Regions from separate parts of the Gossypium hirsutum genome. Here region 2 is linked to region 1. A link is a contact called in public Hi-C data. All regions are on one chromosome and are shown on one strand. Each heading gives the region's core, a stretch centred on a gene start, on an enhancer-like site or on the middle of the called end of the contact. The rest is flanking DNA. Distances are from core to core; before and after follow the strand shown. Region 1 holds the start of LOC107938277 (UDP-glycosyltransferase 88A1). Region 2 holds the start of LOC107952127.

Evidence for each region. A called contact is a pair of places that touch in the nucleus more often than the background predicts.
Region 2: a contact with region 1 is called in a Hi-C map of leaf, with 2.6 times the contacts expected there. The contact joins the promoter of LOC107952127 here to the promoter of LOC107938277 in region 1. A contact is called at or near these places in 3 of 34 Hi-C or Micro-C datasets (all in leaf).

The regions. Positions count from the first base shown.
Region 1 is chrA02:49,194,455-49,200,354 of Gossypium_hirsutum_v2.1, forward strand. LOC107938277 (UDP-glycosyltransferase 88A1) reads right to left here and starts at 3,453. Exons shown (of 1, transcript XM_016871374.2): 1 at 1,749-3,453. The coding sequence starts at 3,217. The coding sequence ends at 1,928.
Region 2 is chrA02:50,098,887-50,104,106 of Gossypium_hirsutum_v2.1, forward strand. It overlaps LOC107952127, which reads left to right and starts at 2,329. Exons shown (of 9, transcript XM_016887406.2): 1 at 2,329-2,728; 2 at 2,966-5,220. The coding sequence starts at 2,573. It overlaps LOC107952129 (serine/threonine-protein phosphatase PP1), which reads left to right. Exons shown (of 5, transcript XM_016887408.2): 2 at 1-354; 3 at 357-556; 4 at 803-1,015; 5 at 1,459-1,834. The coding sequence ends at 1,473.

The DNA of each region.
Region 1 (5,900 bases), core at 2,203-4,702:
AAATACTTTTTCAGAATACTTCTTACAAGCATATGTTTTTACAAATGATATAAATAAAAATTTTCCTACTATTAAATTTAGACTTTATCATGAACCATTTAATATAAAAAGTATTGAATGAGGTTTTGTCAAAGAAATAGTAGTTCAAAATTTTTCTTTTCATTTATTAAAAGATTTTCCTGCAATTATTATGTCTATATTATCACAAATAGTAAATCAAGATGATTTTTTCTACTATTTTTATATTCAAATAAGTAGCCTTATTGGTATTACTGAAAGAGAAAGATTTTATCAGCCATATCAAATTTGAATTATTCAAAGAATGATTGGAAGCCCCAAGTTATCAGCTGTCAAAGAAGATAAAGAACACTTGACAAAAAATATTGACAAGTGTTATAATAATTTTAATTATATCAAACCCAAGTAGGGATTGATTTAATGTCAACAGCTCAACATGTTCTTCGACATCAGACTTATAGACTGATTACTGATGGAAGAAGAATAATAGCAGATGAAACTGGAATTATCCAGAATAATAGAGACGAAGAATCCATACGACTATTAAAAAAGATTGATGATATGGAGATTGATGATTTCCCATCACAAATAATAGAGGAAATCAGAAATACGTGGGAGCTTTGGAACTCGCCAAAACTGTCACCAGATTCATTACTTCTAGATAAAATAAAGTTAATGAATCTAGATAATATCCAAGAAGGATTAGCCAAAACATATCAGTCACGTGGAGAAATAATGTCCAAGAAACACTGATGGACAAAAAGAAGATAACTTGAAGAAAAATGCATCAGAAAAGGTTGCAACGTGGAAGACAAATGATGTGATAAGGCTATGCAACGTGGAAGTAACTATGTTGATGACAAGACAGGATCCTTGTCAGAACCACTGTACGAGATTGAAGAAAAATTAAATAGAGTTTAGAAATTTTACTATAAAAAAAATATATGTAGCCTAAACAAGGCATCCATCAATATCAAAATCCAAAATAATTTTAGAAACTTTTAACTTTCCTTTCAAATATCCTCTCCTTGTAAACTTTCTTTTGTAATAATATAATCCCTCTTATTCCGCATCCCTTATTCCCCTATAATTGGTATCAGAGCTAAACAATATTATCTAAAAAAATTAATATGGAGAAAGTTTAACTTATTGCTAGATATTAAAAGCCTTTATAATATATATTATAAAAGTAATAATTATAATATATTCAATAATGTAATATGTTTTCCTGCTTGAGTCTGATAATAATTAAAATTATTATAATACTTGTCAATATTTTTTGTCAAGTGTTCTTTATCTTGTTTGACAGCTGATAATTTGGGACTTCCAATCATTCCTTAAATAATCCAAATTTGATATGGCTGATAAAATCTTTCTATTTCAACAATACCAATAAGGCTACTTATTTGAATATAAAATTAGTAGAAAAAATCATCTTGATTTACTTTTTGTGATAATATAGACTTAATAATTACAGGAAAATCTTTTAATAAATGAAAAAAAAATTTGAACTACTATTTTTTTGACTTTTATATCAAATGGTTTATGATCAAGTCTAAATTTAATAATAAGAAAATTTTCATCTATATCGTTTGTAAAAACATATATTTGTAAGAAGTATTCTGAAAAAATATTTTTAAATTATATTTACTGATTATAAATAACTCTATTTATTTTTGAAAAATATTTTACTGGTAATATTTTTCAATTTTTATTATATAGCCACAATCTAAACATTTTATTCATCATTTTATTCATGATAGCTAAAAAATATCCTTACACTTGATTCTAATTGAAACCGCACCAGAATTCAGGCATTACTCCTGCTTCCACGACTCAAAGAGTTTGGCTAGTGCGAGACGAGAGGAACCTCCCTCACTCATAGCAGCCTTGGCTGCGTGTTTCATAGCTACGGTTCGCTTCCTAACCACTTTACCTTGTTCCCAAATTCTCTAACTCGCTTCTCCACTTCACTTGAATCTACGAACCCTGTTTCTGACTCCACCATCGGCAAGGCTATCTTCATTTCCTCCACTAGCAACACCCGGTTGAACCTTTGCTCTGCGTAGAGTGGCCATGCCACCATCGGAACCCCCGCACAAACAGATTCCAGCACCGAATTCCACCCACAGTGTGTCACGAACCCACCGATGGAATCATGGTTCAACACCGTCACCTGTGGCGCCCATGACTTGACCACCTTTCCCCTCTCCTTCGTCCTCTCCAAGAACCCCATAGGTAACAAAGCGTTCAAATCTGGTTCCGATTGTTCCTTTATCGCCACACTTAGGTTCTCCGAAGGAGGGTTTCTCACCACCCACAAGAATCTTTGCTCACTTCTCTCTAACCCCTCAGCTATTTCTTTCAACTGTTGAGCTGAAAACAGTCCCAGGCTACCAAAACAAAGGAACACTACACTTTTACTAGGTTGCTTGTCAAGCCACATTAAGCAATCATTAGGGGCACCTTCACCGGCAGCATTAGATCTAGCTCCACTTCTCCGATCAACGTCAGCAATCAACGGTCCGATGCAGTACAGTGGAGGTGTGGGGCCATCTGGAACACAGAGTCCATCGCGAATTGCTTTGATGGCTCTTGGGTCGAGGGATTCAAAACTGTTGATTATAATCCCAGCTGACTTGGGCAAATACATGGAGTTGTTAATGAAGATGTGATAGACTTGATCGTTGCGATCGAGTACTGGCTTAGGCATATCGGCAGATGGCACCGGTGGGACACCCGGGATGTTGAGGAGAAGGTTAAGTTCTTTGAAGCTTTTAGTGGTGTTATTATGAAGGGTTTGTAGATAAAAGAAGGAGGAAAGAGTAGCAACGCCGGAGGTGTAGAAGAAGTAAGGAGGGATACTAAGATCAACGGCGACTTTGAAAGCAACAGTACAGAAAAAATCCATGGTAAAGGCATGGACTTTGTAATCCTTGGAGATGGAAAGGAGAGTTTCATGGACATTGGGGTTGCTAAGGCGGAGGACCTCAAAAGTAAGGAACTCATGGTGGGTAACATCAGTGGATGGAAGGAGGGTGACTTTGGGTAGCTTGTGAAAAACAATGGAAGGAATAGTGGAAGAGACGGCGGCAATATAAGGAGCGGTGGATTCAGCTTGGTAAGGTGGTGTAGCGATGAGGATGTGGATAGAGAGTGAAGGTTGGTGAGATAATAGAAGCTTGCCTAACTCCACCATGGCTAGCAGGTGGCCAATTGGTGGTGACGGTTAAAGAACTACGGCCTCCATTGCTAACAACCTATTACAGTAAAAGACAACCCCAACCAAGCTCAGCCCTATCTCTTATCCTCACTCATCAACGCTAAATATGCGGATTTATAATAATAATAATAATAAAAGGGGGAATAGATTTTTTTAAGACTAAAAATAAACATTTTTTTTAAATTATAAATGTTAATACTTTAAAATTATAATTATTATATTTGCTCTAAAAGTCGACTTTTAATTGACGACTATTTTATTTGGAAGTGGCATTTTTTCCTAATGTGGTGAGAGAGGCAAGGGATTTTAAAAAAAAAAAGCGTATATTTTAAAATCAACAGCTTAAATTAAAGGTGTAAGTACATTTATCTATGAAAAATATTTTCCTCATTTTTGGGGTTTGTTTACGAAAAATAAAATTGGTGAAAGTAAAATCCACGTAAAATGTTATATACATTGAAGAGGAGTAAAACATTTTAGTCATTCACTCTCCATACCTCATTCATTTCTAGTAAACAATTTCCTTAAAAAATTTTAACATTGCTTATTTATCTTTTTTATATATATATATATATATATCATCCGACAAATATGTTAAAACTTAAATTCCAATTTAAGCTCTATTTGTTTCACTAAAAATAACTTTTGAAAATTGATTTCTGAAAAACGATTTATCTTTCTGAAAAAGTTAATATTTTCTCGTATTTGGAATCTGTGTAAAATATATTCTGTTATTTGGTAGATTTCTTAAAAATATTTTATAAAAGTTATTTTCAATTAAACAAACATATATTTGAGATTTTCTTATTTTTCATTATTTAATTGAATTTATTTTTATCTATAATTTTATATTTTACATAGTTTTTGCATGTATTAAAGATATTATGTTAATATCATATTCATTACATGACTACTAAGTAAGTATTTTTTATTTAAAAAATGTGACATTCACAAAATTAACAAAAAAAATTAACGATGTCAACAATTAGACTTAATTTTTAAATTTGAAAAGTAAAAGGACTAAATTCTTAAAAATAAAAGTACAAAGACTAAATTACAAATCTATGAAGTGTACATAGACTTATGACATATTTTATTTTTTATACTACAAAACATTTATTAGTAATATATTTATAATTTTAATAAATATTTATTATTAAAATATTATTATTGAATATTTTCAATAATATGTGAATAATATTATTTAAAATTATTATTTTTAAAATTTATTATTAAAATAAAAATAAAATATTAAATAATTTATTAAAATAATACATTATATTTATTATATTAATAATTTATTATATGACTAAATATAAATAATTAAATATGTATGTTTTATAATATTGAAAAATATAATATTTTAAATATTTTTAAAAATAAAAATAAAATTTATTATCAATATAATAATATTAAGCTTGATTTAAGTTAATTTTTATATAAAAATAAAATTGTCTATAAATAAACTCTTTTCTGAAAAATGACGTGCGCTTTTCAAAATGGTAAGTCATTTTTTACAAGAAAAATGACTTATTTTACCTTGACTTGTAAGTCATGTTCCGTTGGCCAAACTATTTTTTGTGAAACAAACACAGAAAAATACAGAAAATATTTTCCGTAAAACTTTTTACATGTAAACAAACAGACCCTTATCCTTTTTTGGCTTTTTTACCTAAATAATACAAAAAATAAAATTAATAACTAAAATGGTATGCCCATAAGATCATTTACCAAAACGGTATGGTTTTACTGGTGCCGCATGTCAAATTAGCGACACCAGACTGAAATGTAATGATCTAAAGTATTCAGGGACATGTTACAATTTTTCCATTTAGAATGGTTGCTGAAAAAAAAGGGGGGGAATGTGCCGCCTAACAGTGTGGTGGCACCAAACTTTAAATATGACTAATTGCCTTATAAGCCTTCCTTATTTATTATTTTCTTTTTATTCTCCTTCAACTTACTATATTGTGTTTAAACAAACCCTTAACCTATTTTGTAATTAAATAAGCCTAACTTATTGTTTTTACTCATAAAATATCTTTATTTTAATATTAAAGTAAATATATTTATTTTGAATTTCAAGCTCTTATCTTAATTTTTTGTTGATGCAATAAAAATTAGATACACTTTAACATCAACATAAAATCTAAAAAAGTAATCAAAAATTTCAAAAGAGTAGTTAAGAATATAATGTATATAAGCACTCTCAAGAAATTTAAAAATTTTATTTTTTTATTTAATAAATTATTCTCATCGAATTCACGTCAATATAAAATGTGAATTAGTTTATATTTTTTAAAATAGCTTTACTTTGGGTAAAATAGATTTACTTTAATATTAAAATAAAGGGCTTTTATGAGTAAAAACCATAAGTTAAGGGTTTATTTAACTACAAAATTAGGTTAATGGCTTGTTTAAACACAATATACTGTGTTGGAGGGGAATAAAAAGAAAATAATAAATAAGGAGGGCTTACAAGGCAATTAGCCATATTTAAAGTTTGGTGCCACCACATTGCCAGGCGGCACCTTTTCCTTTTTTTAGCAGCCATTCTAAATGAAAAAATTGCATAACAAGTCCCTGAATATTTTAGATCATTACATTTCAGTTCGGTGTTGCCAATTTGACAAGTGGCACTAGTAAAACGATACCATTT
Region 2 (5,220 bases), core at 1,079-3,578, 900 kb after region 1:
ATGTTCACGGTCAATTTTCTGATCTTCTACGTTTGTTTGAGTATGGAGGATATCCGCCTACAGCAAACTATTTATTCCTAGGTGACTATGTTGATCGTGGCAAGCAGAGCATCGAAACAATTTGCCTTCTCCTAGCATACAAAATCAAATACAAAGAGAATTTTTTTCTCCTTAGGGGCAACCATGAATGTGCATCAATTAACCGTATATATGGTTTCTATGATGAGTGCAAAAGAAGGTTTAATGTTCGTGTCTGGAAGTTGTTTACGGAATGCTTTAATTGCCTACCTGTTGCTGCTCTAATTGATGAGAAGATCCTTTGCATGCATGGTGGATTATCTCCTGACTTGAAAAATTGGATCAGATCCGTAGCATTTCTCGCCCTGTTGATGTGCCAGATCAGGGCCTTCTCTGTGATCTTCTTTGGGCTGATCCTGATAAAGATCTTGATGGCTGGGGAGAGAATGATAGGGGAGTTTCATATACATTTGGGGCTGACATAGTTTCTGAATTCCTTAAGAAACATGACCTTGATCTCATTTGCCGAGCTCACCAGGTATTGTCATCTGTATTGACCTTAACTTCGTTTTGTTTTGTTTTATTTATTTATTTTTCTAAATTTGCATGACTTGATGGTATATTAGGAACTTGTGGGAAACTTGTGAAAAATGAAGAGTTTAGAGTTCCTGGATCCTTCGTGTTACTTCCAGTGTAACAATGTGGGCAGACTGACCAAATTCTAGTAATTAATGTTTGTATTCTTTATTGTCTTTTAAATTTTATGTTTTCATGCTTCGTTTAGGTTGTAGAAGATGGCTATGAGTTCTTTGCAAAGCGACAGTTGGTGACCATATTCTCTGCTCCAAACTACTGCGGGGAATTTGATAATGCAGGTGCCATGATGAGTGTGGATGATAGTTTAACATGTTCGTTTCAGATTCTTAAATCTTTAGAGAAGAAAGGAAAGGGTGGATTTGGCAACAACACATTCAGACCAGGAACTCCACCTCACAAGGTAGGAAACTATTAGTCATCATGAATTGATAAATTGAATCCCCAAGGGATATATGTATAAAGGTAAGCAATTCCGTCCTATAATAATATTTATCGATAATCAGGTATAAAGTTTGAGTCACCAGATATATGTATAACTGCGTCCTACTGTTTCTGGTCAATGGATCAGTTATTACCAAATGGACATAGGACCCATGTAGAAATATGCCACAGAGAGAGAGAGGTTCAACCATTTAATATCAAAATTTCCTTTGACATTGCTTGCTGCTTTGTCAACGACTCGGCGCCTTTCTGAACAGCCCCTTCCCTGGTTTCACTTCTTTTTTACTTAGTGATGGAAGTGCAGCTTTAGTTAGATTGTCCATTTTCAGCTGTTTTTATCAGTGTTTCGTTTTATTTTTCTGGCACTAAACCAATTTGTGCCTTTTTTTTATCTTCCTTCAGGGTGGGAAGCGCTGAGTAAGACAGTAAAGTTAAATGTTGGATGACCAATAGACCAATAGGGTCGTTCTTGTATCTACTTAATGTTGGTGTTTTGTTGAATGAAACTGTGATGGCTGGCTGGACTATTGTTGGATGCAAAAAGAAGGAAATTGGAAGGTAAAGTTGCTGGAATGACATAGGAGAAGAGCTATGGAGCTCAGTTACCAGCCGGAACTTGGTTTTTCTTATCATATGTAAAACCGGATTCTAATTTCAGTATGTTGATTTTTAATTCTTGTAGGTAACGAAATATCATTTCGTATCGTAACTGTTTTCAGCTTCTGTTGTGGTTGGAGTAGTACCCTTCCAAGTCAAATGGAAAGAAAAAAATTATGAACTTGGTGGCTATGGCTCTCGCCCATTTTATGCTTTAACATTGAGATTTTGGTAACCTATGAACAAAAGCCTGAAGCAGTTTCAGGCACTTCAGCGGCTTTAAAATCAGAACCATCCATGATACAATGCAATCCGCTTTCACAAAGGCAAAATTTAGGAGAGTTTGATAACATCTTTAATCTTGAATACTAATAGCTTGGATAAAATAGGGATCCAAGATTTACAATTGGCGCTTACTTTCATTGTTATGTGGGTAGTATTTGGTACTTTGTTTAAATAAATTATTAAAAATTACATAAAATAAAAATAAAAATAATTAAAAAGATCCTATTCAATTGTTGCTTTATATCGGTTTATTGGTTCAACTTTAATTGGACCGGTCCTGTCCTGGTAAAACTTAAAAAGGAAATCCTCAGCAATATTCATCCTAAAACTATTGAAATGAAGACACTAATTTATTTGAAAAATATAAAATTAAATCACCCTTTTTCTTTTCATTTTGCTAATTAACTAAATAGAAGATTCTCAAAACTCTGGCAAAATTATGAAGTACTGATGAATAGAGAGAGAGTGGTAGTGTTACCCTTAAAAAGTACATTCGAAAAGATTCATGCCCAGAACAAAATAAGCAAAAATGTGTATAGTGGTATCTGGGTCCAAAATATAGACACTTGCGCATCGAATTTGTAATAAAAACGCAGCCTTCAACACATTTGAAGGCAGAGCTACTACATAGGCCATGAAGTGCCGATCCGTGGCGTGTATATGGTCAGGCACGCCTCCGGCCCACCGTGTCACAGCCACAGCCGCTCTCAACCACCCTCCGACTCTCTACACCGGCGGATCCGATGGCTCCATCCTCTGGTGGAACCTCTCCAATTCAGATTCCCACCCGGTAACCAACTAACTTTACTCGATTCAATTTAGGAAAACAATATAACTAAAAGATTCGGGTTCTCTTCTTCTTATTAAGAATAATTAGCTTATTATATTTGTGTTATGCAATTGAATGACCAGAGAGCTTCAATTTGATATTATATATGCATTTGCTCGGTAGTAAATCTGGGTTTTGCTAGGGTATAGTTTAGATTGTTGAATTTAGACTGATGGTCGAAATTTGTATCATATTCAGGAAATTCGACCAATTGCTATGTTGTGCGGTCATGCTGCACCAATAGCTGATCTCGCCATTTGCTGTCCCATTGTAGTATCTGGAGAACAAAGCATGGACTATTCAAGTAATGTTGCTTTCAACTCTAGCTTTGATAATGGGGGTGCCTTACTAAGTGCTTGTACTGACAGTATGTTGTGCGTCTGGAGCAGAAGTAGTGGCCACTGCAGGCGTAGAAGAAAACTGCCACCTTGGGTGGGCAGCCCATCGATTATTCGTACATTGCCTTGGAATCCAAGATATGCTTGTGTAGGCTGTTGCTTTGTTGATGCTGCCCATTTAACTGACCACCAGTTGATGGAATCTGCCGAAGGGGGTGAGATTTCAATGGATAAAGAATCTCAGAACAGGAAGCCTCCTAAGTGTACTGTTGTTATTGTTGATACGTATACTCTTACTATTGTACAAACCATTTTTCATGGGAATTTGTCCATTGGGCCTTTGAAGTTTATGGATGTTGTATCTTCAGTTGATGATGGAGAAATACATTGTTCACTCTTGGCTGACTCCTTTGGTAAGCTGCAGTTGGTTCCTTTGTCAAAGGACTTTCATCAAGGTAGTGAGGGTGAGACTAGGTTGCAGAAACCTTCTAAGCAAGAAATAGAGGCATGGGAAGATGGCCTTGTTGAGGCTGGACAAGTAGTATCAATTGCAACATGTAGGACTACTGTTGCTACTGTTTTAAAAGATCGATCTATATTTAGGCTGTTGGACGGTGCCATTACAATAGGTGTGATTCTTTTCATGAACAATGTCCTTTGCGTTGAAGATGATCATGGTCAGTCACATGTTGTAGGGGCTATGTTTCTTGAAAGTAAAAATTATGGGAATGCACAAATTACTAGTGTAACCCATGAATCTGAAAATTTTTTAGTGTGGAATAATAGAGGATCTGCAGTTTTGTATGCAATATCATATTTAGATAACACATTCAATTATGAGCCTCTTTGTGAAATCCCTGCCACGTCATTTCCCCTGGGTGCAAGGTTGTCTTTTTCTTTTGTCCACTTGAGCCAAATACTTCTTCGGGTTGAATCAGTTTGCTTCACTATTGAAGACTCATTTCAATGGAAACCACGTGTTACAATCTGGTCACTTAAGCAGAGATGTGATCGTGGCAAACTCTTGGATGAATGCAAAATGCCTGGAGAAGGCATTTCGTTTCTTGGCTGGACTCCGACTGCTGGTTTCGATCATAAAAGCGAATCTTTGGGTGGATTCCATACCAAATTAACATCTATTCAGAGCTCTGTTTCCGCCTCAGAAACTGTCGATAGCATACATTTAGATGATAGTTGTTATTCTGTCCCTAAGGGACAAATTGTATCTTCTTCCATGGTTATTTCTGAAAATCTTTATGCTCCTTCTGCGATTGTATATGGCTTCTTTAGTGGTCAAATCCAAGTTGTGTGGTTCAATTTGTTTAGGGGGCTTGATTCTCCAGCTGGAAGCCCACGCCTTGAGGTAGACTCTCATATATCCAAACAAAACTTTGTGGGGCATACGGGTGCTATCCTATGTCTGGCAGCACATCGGATGATTGCTGCTGCAAAAGGATGGAGTTTTAGTCAGGTTTTAGTTTCTGGAAGCATGGATTGCACTATTCGTATATGGGATCTTGATTCTGGTAATCTTGTTACAGTCGTGCACCAACATGTTGGTCCTGTGCGCCAAATCATTCTACCCCCTGCTCGAACTGAACGCCCTTGGAGTGATTGCTTTCTCTCTGTCGGAGAGGACTCTTGTGTTGCTCTTACTTCACTTGAGACATTAAGGGTGGAGAGAATGTTTCCTGGACATCCTGACTATCCTGCAAAAGTTGTTTGGGATGGTGCAAGAGGTTATATTGCATGTCTCTGCCGGCACCATTCCAGAGTTTCTGATGCCATTGATGTTCTATACATATGGGATGTGAAGACTGGGTCCAGAGAAAGGGTCCTTCGTGGGACTGCTTCACATTCGATGTTTGATCATTTCTGCAAAGAAATTAGCGTGACTTCTGTTTCTGGTTCATCACTGAGTGGAAATACCTCGGTTTCATCATTACTTCTTCCAATACATGAGGATGGGAACTTATCTCAGCACAGGTTAAATAGTTCAGAAAGTGGGGTTTCTTTGTCAAAAATGACTGGGTCTAGTACTTTGCTAGCAAATAATAGTAAACTGAATTCTGGAAAGGCGCCATTTGATTCTCTAACCAGAAAGCAACCTATTAA